Linked DNA regions of Zea mays: region 2 is linked to region 1. The links are chromatin contacts, called in public Hi-C maps. All regions are on one chromosome and are shown on one strand. Each heading gives the region's core, a stretch centred on a gene start, on an enhancer-like site or on the middle of the called end of the contact. The rest is flanking DNA. Distances are from core to core; before and after follow the strand shown. Region 1 holds the start of LOC100277946. Region 2 holds the start of LOC103648287 (sister chromatid cohesion protein SCC2).

What was found. Hi-C and Micro-C count contacts between places; a contact is called where the count stands out from the background.
Region 2: a Hi-C map of ear shows a contact between it and region 1, with 2.8 times the contacts expected there. The contact joins the promoter of LOC103648287 here to the promoter of LOC100277946 in region 1. A contact is called at or near these places in 15 of 25 Hi-C or Micro-C datasets (bundle sheath, ear, endosperm and 5 more) and 1 of 3 datasets of contacts at active chromatin or transcription factors (leaf).

What each region holds. Positions count from the first base shown.
Region 1 is chr2:242,430,209-242,435,863 of Zm-B73-REFERENCE-NAM-5.0, reverse strand. It overlaps LOC100277946, which reads left to right and starts at 2,592. Exons shown (of 18, transcript NM_001151384.2): 1 at 2,592-2,943; 2 at 3,840-3,913; 3 at 4,542-4,587; 4 at 4,738-4,843; 5 at 5,117-5,259. The coding sequence starts at 2,818.
Region 2 is chr2:242,631,383-242,637,037 of Zm-B73-REFERENCE-NAM-5.0, reverse strand. It overlaps LOC103648287 (sister chromatid cohesion protein SCC2), which reads right to left and starts at 2,392. Exons shown (of 28, transcript XM_008672771.3): 1 at 1,858-2,392; 2 at 1,640-1,761. The coding sequence starts at 2,099.

The DNA.
Region 1 (5,655 bases), core at 1,343-3,842:
TGAATGTTAGTGTCATAAGGAAAATTGTACTGATTTACTGTCCTCTTGGATCAGTACTCTGCCATAGAAAACCTGCTCTTGGCATAGGTCCATCCTGTGATATCGACAGGGAAGTCGGGATGACTATGTGGTGCATCTTCTGTGTCCATGGAGACACTGTCAGCGACAGTCCGACAGAGGACTAGGCCTCGGAATCAGTTGTAGGGTCATAGCCTGCATCATCTGGTTGGGGGCACTTAGACTGGAAACACCTTGCCAACTTCTTCATAAGACCACCCAAACACTAAAATATATGTGAAAGAATACCCAATAATTACAATATTGAATCAAGTCACAAAGGGATCATTTTGAAAGGTGTGGATCATTTTGAAAGGTGCTGACTTTCTAGGAGCCGGACTGTCCGCGCTAGGGGTCCGAACGGTCCGTGCCACCCTAGCAGATGGTCCGCGACCTAGTAGAGGCGATTTTGAAATCCCATTTCCCCTCAACACTTTCAATCACCGATTCAGTCGATTTAACCAATGGAAATCATTCAAAAATTGCAGTATGTTCACAAGGACTAGCACAACTGATTCCACCAAGTGATTTGATAAATCCATTGCCAAAATTCAAATCATAGAGTGATTTCTAGAAACCCTAGAACTTGTAAATTTGAATGAAATCCACGAGTTTTTGAAATACCGAGAGGACGACATCGTGCTTGAGTTCCAAGAGATCTTCTTGACAGTCCGCGTGCGAATCCAACTCTCTGAATGCTTACAAACGACAAAGGAGCACTTTTGCTTTTGGCGAGAGAGAGGGGAAAGACTTTTGAGTTGAAAATGACTTTTGGCGGCCTCTGTCTGACATATCAGCCTGTCGCGGATGGTCCACGGGGGACGGTGGACGGTCCACGACTTAGGAAATCCAGACTATCTGCCGTGACTCAATACTGTCTCTAACCCACTACGGGGGACGGTTCGCGGTCACAGCCCGGACGATCCATGACCTGACACTTCAACTTTCTGAATTCTGTCCATTTTGTGATTCTGAATTTCAAAAGGATTTCTTTGCTCGAGTATGGACATTTTGACACATTCAAGGGTTAGTATGTATGCATTAACATATAATATACTAGGAGAACCAACATTTTCACATAAACTTCATAAGGTCATACATGAATAAAAAATTCACAAAAAATAGACATTAAATAACTTAGTGAGCACATACTAGAGCCCAAATGTACCACTACACATGTGTACTAAACTTCAAGCCACGTTCGAGATTCATTTCACTCCGCAACTTGCAAAACCTTGATTCATCCAAAGGTTTTGTGAAGATATCTGCCAATTGATCATCCGTCCCAATTGAACAAATTAAGATACCCCCTTTGCCAACATGATCTCTCAAGAAAATGATGCCTTATATTAATATGCTTCGTTCTTGAGTGTTGAACCAGATTTGTAGCCAATTTTACGACACTCTCATTATCACACATAAAAGACACATTTTTGAAGGAAACCCCATAGTCCAATAGTGTTTGCTTCACCCAAAAGAGTTGAGCACAACAGTTACCAACCGAAATATATTCTGCCTCGATGGTAGAGAGAGCGACCGAGTTTTGCTTCTTAGAGGACCACAAGACAAGAGACCTCTCGAGAAATTGACAACAACCGAGGGTACTCTTCCTATCAACCTTGCAACCCGCATGGTCCGAATTCGAATATCTAATTAACTCAAATTGAGCACCCTTGGAATACCATAGACCAATATTGGGGGTATGCTTCAAATATCTTCGAATTCTTTTGGCAGCTTTCAAGCGATCTTCTATAGGCGATGCTTGAAACCGAGCACACATGCATACACTAAACATAACATCGGAAATAGATACTGTAATGTATAGCAAACTACAAATTATTGAGCGAAAAAGCTTTTGATCAACAATTGTACCTCCCCCATCTAAGTCAATATGACCATTTGTATCAATAACAGTCTTGATCGGTTTTGCATCCTCAGAGTCGCCTTGAGGGGAGGGGGGGGGAGAATAAGCGAAACATGAAAATTATAATATTTGAACACGAACTTCACCAGGGGTTAGCGTTAGTATGAGTAATGATGAAATTGGAGTGCGGAAGGTAGTTCTTCTTGCTATGAGTTGCTCAATTAATATGGATAACTTTGGGAGCTAACTCAAGAATGATTGCAAGCAAGAGAACTTAGAGAGAGAGAAGAGGAAGAATCGCAACACAAGATTGACACAAAGACATAGGTGATTTGTTTCACAGGGTTTGGTCCCAAAGAACATACTCCCCGTTGAGAAGACCACATAGGACGAGTCTCTTTCAACCCTTTCTAAATGAGCCAAGCCTAATTTCAGTTAAGTTATGGCTATGTTTTTTGTTTGGCTAAGCGAGCTGCTTAAATGAGCCAAGCCCGAGCAACTGATTACAGATTGAGGACCTCCCTAATTTGTAGGGGGAAGTTTGACAGAATAAAAGTTGTAAGTGGGTATTTTAAAACAATCCAAATTTGTAGTGGGGTAGTTTGACAGAATAAAAGATTATTGCTTGTTACAAAATGTATAGGAGCGCTGCTGGGTCTAGGGCCAGCGGGCCTAGCACCCACCTGTCCCCCGCAGATTCGCTCGGGAATCCGTCCAAGACTCCAAGTAGCCAACCATATCGCAACTGCTGCTCCCCGCCGGCAGCGTCAGCGGCGACTTCTCCCTCCGCTCCCCTCTCTCTTTCGCTCGCCTTATCGCCCTTCTCTCGCCCGCGACGGGGAGGTCCGCCGTTCCGATCACTACCCCTTCGCGCCGCTGACCTCAGAGGAGGAGGCATGAGGCTGCTGCCGAGGGAGGCGGACAAATTGGCGCTGCACAATGCCGGCTTCCTCGCGCAGAAGCGCCTTGCCCGGGGCCTCCGCCTCAACTACACCGAGGCCGTCGCGCTCATCGCCGCGCAGGTCAGCCCCCTCGCTGCTCCCCGGTCAGTGCCCTCGGTCTCTGGACGCCGCCGTCCCGCCATCCCATCCCACGTCTGCTAGGCTGCTAGTCAAAACGGGATACCGTGTGTGTGTGTCACGCCGCGCCTGCGCATGCCCGCCCGCAAGGTCAACGCAGAACTGAGCCAGCTGATCAGTGCGGGCGTTTTGTTTCTTTTTGGATCGGACATTCCGCGCCTTGTCTTCAGTGCCCTCCTGCCTCCTTTAATTTGGTGGAATGGAAGTAGCATGACTGCACGAGGGAGAAGGGCAAGGACTTGTCCCAGAAAACAACGCCGAGAGCCTGAAACCATTTGTGCTACAGTATATCCTATATATGCAGTGGTTGTTCAGATTCTGAGGATTTAAACGGTGGATTAGAATACTGAACCATGACTAGGGGTGGTAATGAACTATAAATTTTACATTATAAAATTTAAGGATATGGTCAGATTAGGATCGGGGCATCGGGCTATATTTCTATTTATTTTTGAACTAAAATTAGTTAAGGATTTAAACAAATTGTGAAGAAACATTTGGATCATGATCCATTACCACTCTTAACCATGATCCAATAAGATTAAAGAAAGGAGATCAAGACAAAAGAGGAAGGATTGCCTTTTATTTAAATATTGAATTTGTGTATATCATAGATCTTCTTTCTGTACTATATATTTATTTTTCCCTTTCCTCGAGACCAGCCATTCAAATGGGGAATGACCCCTTGATCCCAGATGGAAGGGAAGATGCTAACTGCATTTACCCTCCACTGTAAGGTGTTCCTGATTTTGCTCGCCTGGAGGCCACTTTGCTTTGTTGGCATATTTGGTTTGGCTGGCATGGCTGAACTAAGTCTACCTCTCTCCCTGATGATACAGATTCTTGAGCTTATTCGCGATGGAGACAAAACCGTGACAGACCTCATGGACCTGGGGAAACAACTATTGGGCAGGTGGGTTTGCCTACTTAGTAAATTTCTTGCTGTGCTTTCCTGCATCATTACATATTTACGTTTATCTATAATGCGTCTACCATCAAGACCTGGCATTGCTTCACTCATCAGATGATAATAGGAGACTTTATCTTCAATTGCCTTCAAATTACTTTTAATGTCTGTCAAAAAATTTAACAGCACCTCACTTCTGAATGGATACATTAAAATGCCTAAATGCATCAAGAATAGCTTCTCAGATATGTGCTTGACTGCTTGTTTCAAGTACTCAGGTTATTATGTGAGATTTTATGGGTGGGATGGGGGATGAGATGTAGAAGACGGCCTGTGTTATTTCATACATGCACACATCATTGTTTTGAGATGAAATATATTTGAGATATGCCTTTTTATATGTCACAGTACAATGCTTGCGACTTCATCTCAATGAATGTGTCAGTTGATCATCTACCTAAACAAAAAAAGGAAAAAAACATTATGTCTTACTGAAATTCATTTATGACCTTTATCCCCTGCTTCTACATGGCATCTTGCGTTTCTGTATATTGTCTTCATGTAGTTCACTTGCTGTGATATAATCATATAGCCCTTAAGCTCTGATAGTTTTTTCTTTTCGTTTGCCTACCAGGAGACAAGTTCTTCCAGCTGTTCCATACCTTTTACATACTGTGCAGGTGTTCTTTGCTCATAGTATATAATACTTACTACTTTCATCCATATGCATCCAGATTTCCTATGGAAGCATTACATGGGTCAGAGAGTAGTGGGAAACTATGTGTGAGATTTTTGCAATTTTTTGTATCAATTTTTACCATGTGATCTAGGTTGAAGGAACATTTGTGGATGGAACAAAACTAGTTACTGTACACGACCCTATCTCCTTGGATGACGGAAATTTGGAGCTAGCATTGCATGGTTCTTTTCTCCCAGGTCATTGATTCTAATGAGCATGTCTGGTTCAATTATGTTCATGATTTTTCTAATTTATATGGTTACAGACTTGATTGATGTGGTTATGGAGTCTGTGGAGATCTGCCTTTTTAAGAATGTTTTTCAAGGGCAGTTATGTCCCTGAAAGTCTTTCATGTATTGTGCTATTCAGTAAGAGTTCATTAATGGAAAACAACAACAACAACAAAGCCTTTATTAATGAAAAAAAGTAAATAAAAAAGGACTGTACACAATATCATTTAAATGTTGCAGTGCCTTCACCTGAAAAGTTTTCCAGCGATGACGTTGAAGAATATCCTGGTGAAATACATTACAGTTCTAGTCGCATAGTCCTAAACCTTCATCGCAGGGCTTTATCTCTGAAGGTTGTTAACAAGGCAGACAGACCCATTCAGGTGAGCACGCCTGGGTATTTTTGTTTGGACCCTGGTGCAAACCTGCAAAGACTTTGTTTCCTACTTATCCTTTTGCTGCCAAAATAAAAAAAAATGTAAGTTTTTTTTGTTAATTTTCTAAAGAGGAGATAGGTGGCTTACTCATTTGTTGAAAATTGAAATTGCATCCCGAATAGTTAAATTCAGTCTTAATCAATGCCATGTTGGCATCCCTTCTGGTTAATGTTTTAACACCCCATACCACTTGTGGCGAGACATGTTTTTGAACTGGCAGACATGTAATACTGTTGTTAATACTAATAAATCCAGAGAACATTTGCCCTGTTCCACCATGTTATGTTGAACTTGTACGCGTGTTTCAAACTACGTGTAGGTGATGGTATGTACTGAATGTGA
Region 2 (5,655 bases), core at 1,143-3,642, 200 kb before region 1:
AGCAAGTTGGGGTCAGGTAGAGTTGAAACTCAAAATAAACCGCAAGTCAGGGTTCAGGCACATGGAGAGCAGTTTTACATGCACATGGAACGAACAAAACTAAGTTTTAAGCACTAAAAGACACTTATTGATGCACCAAATAACAGAAATGAACTATTGTGTGTTCAATTAGTACTGTTCGGTAAAATGTAAATGGCGACCTCATTCTGAACATGAAAAATTCCAGGACATGAGAGTACATAGGAGGTTGGGTGTCATCTTCAACTGTGAGTTGTGAGTGTAGTACTGTACACCAAAACTAAGCTGGATTTTGCAACTTGATTTACAATATTAGAACTATCTATTAGAGCAAGGCTAATAGTTTAGCCAGCTGCCGGCTATAAGCCATTGATATGTCCTTTAAAGCTAACTATATAGTCATTGCATAATAGGTTGGCTATTTTGTTGACTGCAAGAACGTTGAACAATTATTACTAGGCCCACCCACATACTCTCATTCTCTCACCGCTTGTTTTGGAAACTGTGCTGCAGCCGGCTCTTAGTCGACTGATAATTAGCAGCACACTTCTTCTTTTTCTTCTCTTCTCTCTCCTCCAACTTGGCAAAAATCTGATGTGGCAAACCATTTAGCCTGCTTACATCATCCTATTATACTTGCTCTTAGAATAATCCATTGAGCCTTGTTTCTCTGAACCAACCAAGTAAGATACCAGAGTTAGCGACAGTCCAAGTCGGATCGATACATGTCAAATCCAGGTAACACAGGTCATTACCTGAACTAATGATGGACACGCATTTATGGCCTAAGAAACGCCCACGAAGTTTTTTTACCATGAACTGCACAAGTGCTCACTGTCCTGCTGTATATCATGTTTTCCATCCCAGTCTGTGGAATTAGAAATACCTCAGTGCTACAAAATAGTGCCCGCAACACAAAAGGCACAGGAGCAGCCAGAGAATCCTGCAAGCACCACCTCAGTCGACAATCATACAAAATTGTGATGATTGGTAGTTTCGCAAAAGTTCAAAAGCTAACTACGGTCATCTCCGAGCACTAGGGCATCAAAAGCCAAGGAACATATGCCAAACTGCTTCCCATGCCCCACCGTAAACACAATGATACACACGTGGCACACAGGTCATCTCCGAGCACTAGGGCATCAAAAGCCGAGGAACATACTCCAAACTGCTTCCCATGCCCCACCGTAAACACAATGATACACAGTGCAACAACCTAGTTCGACGGGTGAGCATTGGAATATTGATTTCGTGTTACCAGACTGCATGGCATGGGAATGTGTTTGCCAGAAAGCCCATGAGCAAATGAAACGAGTCAGACAGAAGCAAGCCAGGCCATCACTCCCATCAGGAAGGCAGTGCTAAGCAGCAGCAGGATACAGCAACTTAATAAATGTTCGGTCCATGGCAGGCCATTGGAAAGTACCGTTAACAAGGCAAGTACGTACATACATACAACAGCAGCTGGGAACTAGACAGACCACAATGTTGACTCCAATGAGCAGAAAGCAGCCAAGATTTTTAAGATGCTAGCTACCTAGTACTACATTAGAGTACCTAGCTAGGCTGGTAGGGGGTCTGGGACTAAACCCAAAGGAGGCTCAATTTGCAGAGCGTTTACCTTGAGAAGACGGCCCGGGCGCCTTGACCTTGAAGGCGTCGGGGTTGTGCTTGAGCACCTCCCTCCAGAGCCAGGAGCACCGGCTGGGATCCACTTCGACGTTGTCCGCCGCGGTGAAGCCCCTGCGGAAGGAAGGAATGAGGGTGATGGAGTTAGCAACTCCCATCCCAGCAGGCGGGGAGCATGAGGAGGCGAGGAAGGGAAGGGGAGTCGCTCACAGGTGGGAGACGTCGGTGTCGGCGAGGATGCGGGCGATGTTGGCGGCCTGCATGATCATGTCGGGGCGGTCGGGCGCGGCGAGGGGCTCGTCGTCGCGGAGCGCGTCGAAGCCGAGCTCGCGCGGGAGGGTGGGGAGCGGCAGCGACGGCAGGACCTCGGAGTGGACGGTGTTGGGCAGCCGGCACGCCCGCTCGAAGCCCGCCCGGCCCCCGGCCCCAGCCCCGCCGGCGTCGGGGTCCATGGGCAAAACCCTAGATGCGCGGGAGGGCTGAGGGCTCCAATTCGCACCGGAATTCGATTGTTGGGGAGGACTGGAGGAGGGGCTGCTTTGATTGAGTTGATTTCAAAGTGTGGAGAGGTGGTGGTGAATGAATCGAGGGTGGTGGGCTGCTTTGATTTGATTTCAATTTCGAAGGGTGGAGAGGTGGTGAGACTATAACAAATGGGGGACAAATTCAGTAGTAGTATTTATCTACTACTGCGTATAGTCAAGTTGGCCTTAGGTGAAGGGTGATGAGAACGCCACCCCGATGCTTGCGACGGAAGGAGGAAGGGCGACGGCAACAGCTAGTGGACCCACGTGTGCGTGGTTGGTTACCGAGCTGGATCGACTTGAGCTGGGCCTGGTCAGTTTGGGCTGGACGTGGGCGCGCACCGCGCAACCCCAAATGCACGTTTCGTCCCATAAAAACCGGAGGAAATCCCTTCCATGTCATTCAAAACTATAACAATACTTTCAATACCATCCAAAAATATGTGTTCTCTTAAATACCATCAGTTTTAAATTTTAATACCTTTAATGTTATTGTAGTCCAAAACTGATGTTAGTTGATGCGGGAAAAGACTAATATACCCCTATGTTATGTGTAGGCCTAGATATCGAGCTGACTCGGCTCGACTCGAACTGCCTTGTTATGATAACGAACCAGCTTAACTCAACTCATTAACGTAACAAGCTCAAGTAGCTGCTCGACTTGATTCGTTTGTCAACTCGAGCCAACTCGATTAACTCGTGAGCCAGTTCGAGATCAAAGCAATCAGACAACCACAATTTCATTCAATCATATTGCAAAAATTGAAGCTAACTCATTTAATCAAACAAATAAAGATAATAGCATACTGAAACTTTACAATTGCAATTTTACAAGTAGCAATAAATAATAATACAACATAAACATAACTACATAAGTGCATAGCTTTGAAATTAATAGTGGTATAACACACAAAGGACACTTGAAATTTAAAAATTAAAACCAGCACATTTGTTAATATGTAGACACGGAAGGAGCAAAAGGCAGCATATCACCGGTTACAATTACAACCATTCAACCAACATGTCACATATCTATACTACCTATTAAGGCTGCAAGGGGTAGGCTGTCTCCTCTGGTTCTGCCTTCGGTGAATCTACACCGTCCAATCGCTTCTGTAAATCTACATCGTCCGCCCCTGCTTACGCCCACGTTCGTCCTCGTCTCCACGCCCACGTTCGTCCCCCGCCTCCCCCTCTCCCACCCCGCGTGAGCCGCCGCCCCTTCTCCCCCTGTTCGCACCCGTCGCCCCTGCTCCCCATGTCCCGCGCCGCGGTGACAGGATCCGAGAACACCCCTGCGGACGCATCCAGGATTCAAGGCCTCCCCCTCCCTTCCCCTGCCCTCACCCCCTCGGCGATGCCCGGATTCATGGTGGCGCAGGCGCTGGAGGCGTCCACAGGGGGCGACACTGTGACCCTGCCCCCGTTCGACATCAGCGCCCCTCCCCCCCGACCACCGTCGATTTGTAGAAGCTCCTCGCCCGTGCTTGCTTCACCAGCGATTCGGGGAGGCCATGCCCCCCTCGGTCGCACCCCCTCTCTCCCCCTCGCCGCCTCCTGCCTCCTCCCCCTCGACCGCATCTACCTCCCTCCGTGGCCTCGCTACCAAGGTCGAGATCGTCGAGATCGACCTCACCGAGGAAGACACTAGCTCCTTGGCCCACGACTCCCCCTCGTCCACATCGATTGAGGTGGTCGGGATTCGGCGCCTGGAGGAGGCCATCCACGGTGTCATCGTATTGGTAGTCTGTAACTTAGTTTTGTAGTTTTAATTCAATTGTTACCATTTCGTATTTTTAGGATCACGACTCCCCCTCGTCCACATCGATTGAGGTGGTCGGGATTCGGCGCCTGGAGGAGGCCATCCACGGTGTCATCGTATTGGTAGTCTGTAACTTAGTTTTGTAGTTTAAATTCAATTGTTACCATTTCGTATTTTTAGGATTTTCGAATTAGATTAGGATGCAATTCAAATTGAGCTTAGGTGGGATGAAGAAGGTCGACAAGTAGTTCCTTTAGAGGAATAAATTGGTAGTCTGTAACTTTATTTTGTTCTTGTTTTCGTGGGGCAAGGAAGCAAAGTAGAAATTGTACTTAAATGACAATGGTGACTGATTTTGGCAACTACATTAACAAGCCCAAACATCTAGGATGCTCACGAGGACTGGTGCAGTATACCAACAGTCGCATGTGGTATTGTTGTAGGGCATGTTCCATTATCTGTAATAAACAAAGGCATGGAGTTGTGGTTGAAAGGGAAATGTGCCCTTGGGCCATTTCTAAGTATTTTGGTGATTGAGTGCCAACTCAAGTGCTTAAATGTGAATTTATGCCATGGATGAATAAAGTGCAAATCAAGAGCAAAGGTATGTTTCTAAGTCTTAGTACATTGGTTTTGTGTACTAATATACTTGTCTAAGTATTGGAAACAGGAAGAAAAAGAAAAGAAAAGAGTTGGCTGTGTACAGCCAGAAGGCTGCTTCGGTCTGGAGCACCGGACTGTCCGGTGGTGCACTGGACAGTGTCCGGTGCGCCAGGCTGCCTCGGCCGAAGAGGCCGCTCTTAGGAATTTGCTGACGGCGTACGGCTAAAATTCACCGGACTGTCCGGTGTGCACCGGACTGTCCGGTGAGCCAACGGTCGGCCGGGCCAACGGTCGGCCGCGAATTCTGCGCGCGACACGTGGCCAAGCCAACGGTCGGAATGGGGCACCGGACTGTCCGGTGTGCACCGGACATGTCCGGTGCGCCAACCGCTCCCAGATCTGCAACGGTCGGCTTCGCCATTTAAGGAAAGGAATCGGGCACCGGACACTGTCCGGTGTGCACCGGACTGTCCGGTGCGCCCGATGACAGAAGGCAAGGATGGCCTTCCAGATTTGTTCTCAACGGCTCCTAGCTGCCTTGGGGCTATAAAAGGGACCCCTAGGCGCATGGAGGAGAACACCAAGCATTCCTACAACATTTCTAAGCACCAAGACATCGATCTCGCGCATTCGTTTCATTGTGATAGCATATAGAGCTTTTGTGGAGTTGTGAACTCTTTGAGTTGTGTTGCGAGCTCTTGTTGCGACTTGTGTGCGTGTTGTTGCTCTGATCTTTTGAAGTCTTGTGTGCGTTGCTCATTCCCCCTTACTCCGTATTTCTTTGTGAATCTCAAGTGTAAGGGCGAGAGGCTCCAAAGTGTGGAGATTCCTCGCAAACGGGATATTGACAGGCAAAGCAAAACACCGTGGTATTCAAGCTGGTCTTTGGACCGCTTGAGAGGGGTTGATTGCAACCCTCGTCCGTTGGGACGCCACAACGTGGAGTAGGCAAGCGTTGGTCTTGGCCGAACCACGGGATAAACCACTGTGTCATCTCTGTGTTTGATCTCTTGTGGTATTGTGTTTTGTCGAGACTCCTCTCTAGCCACTTGGCAATTATTGTGCTAACACTTAACAAGGTTTTTGTGGCTATAAGTTTAAGTTTTCACAGGATCACCT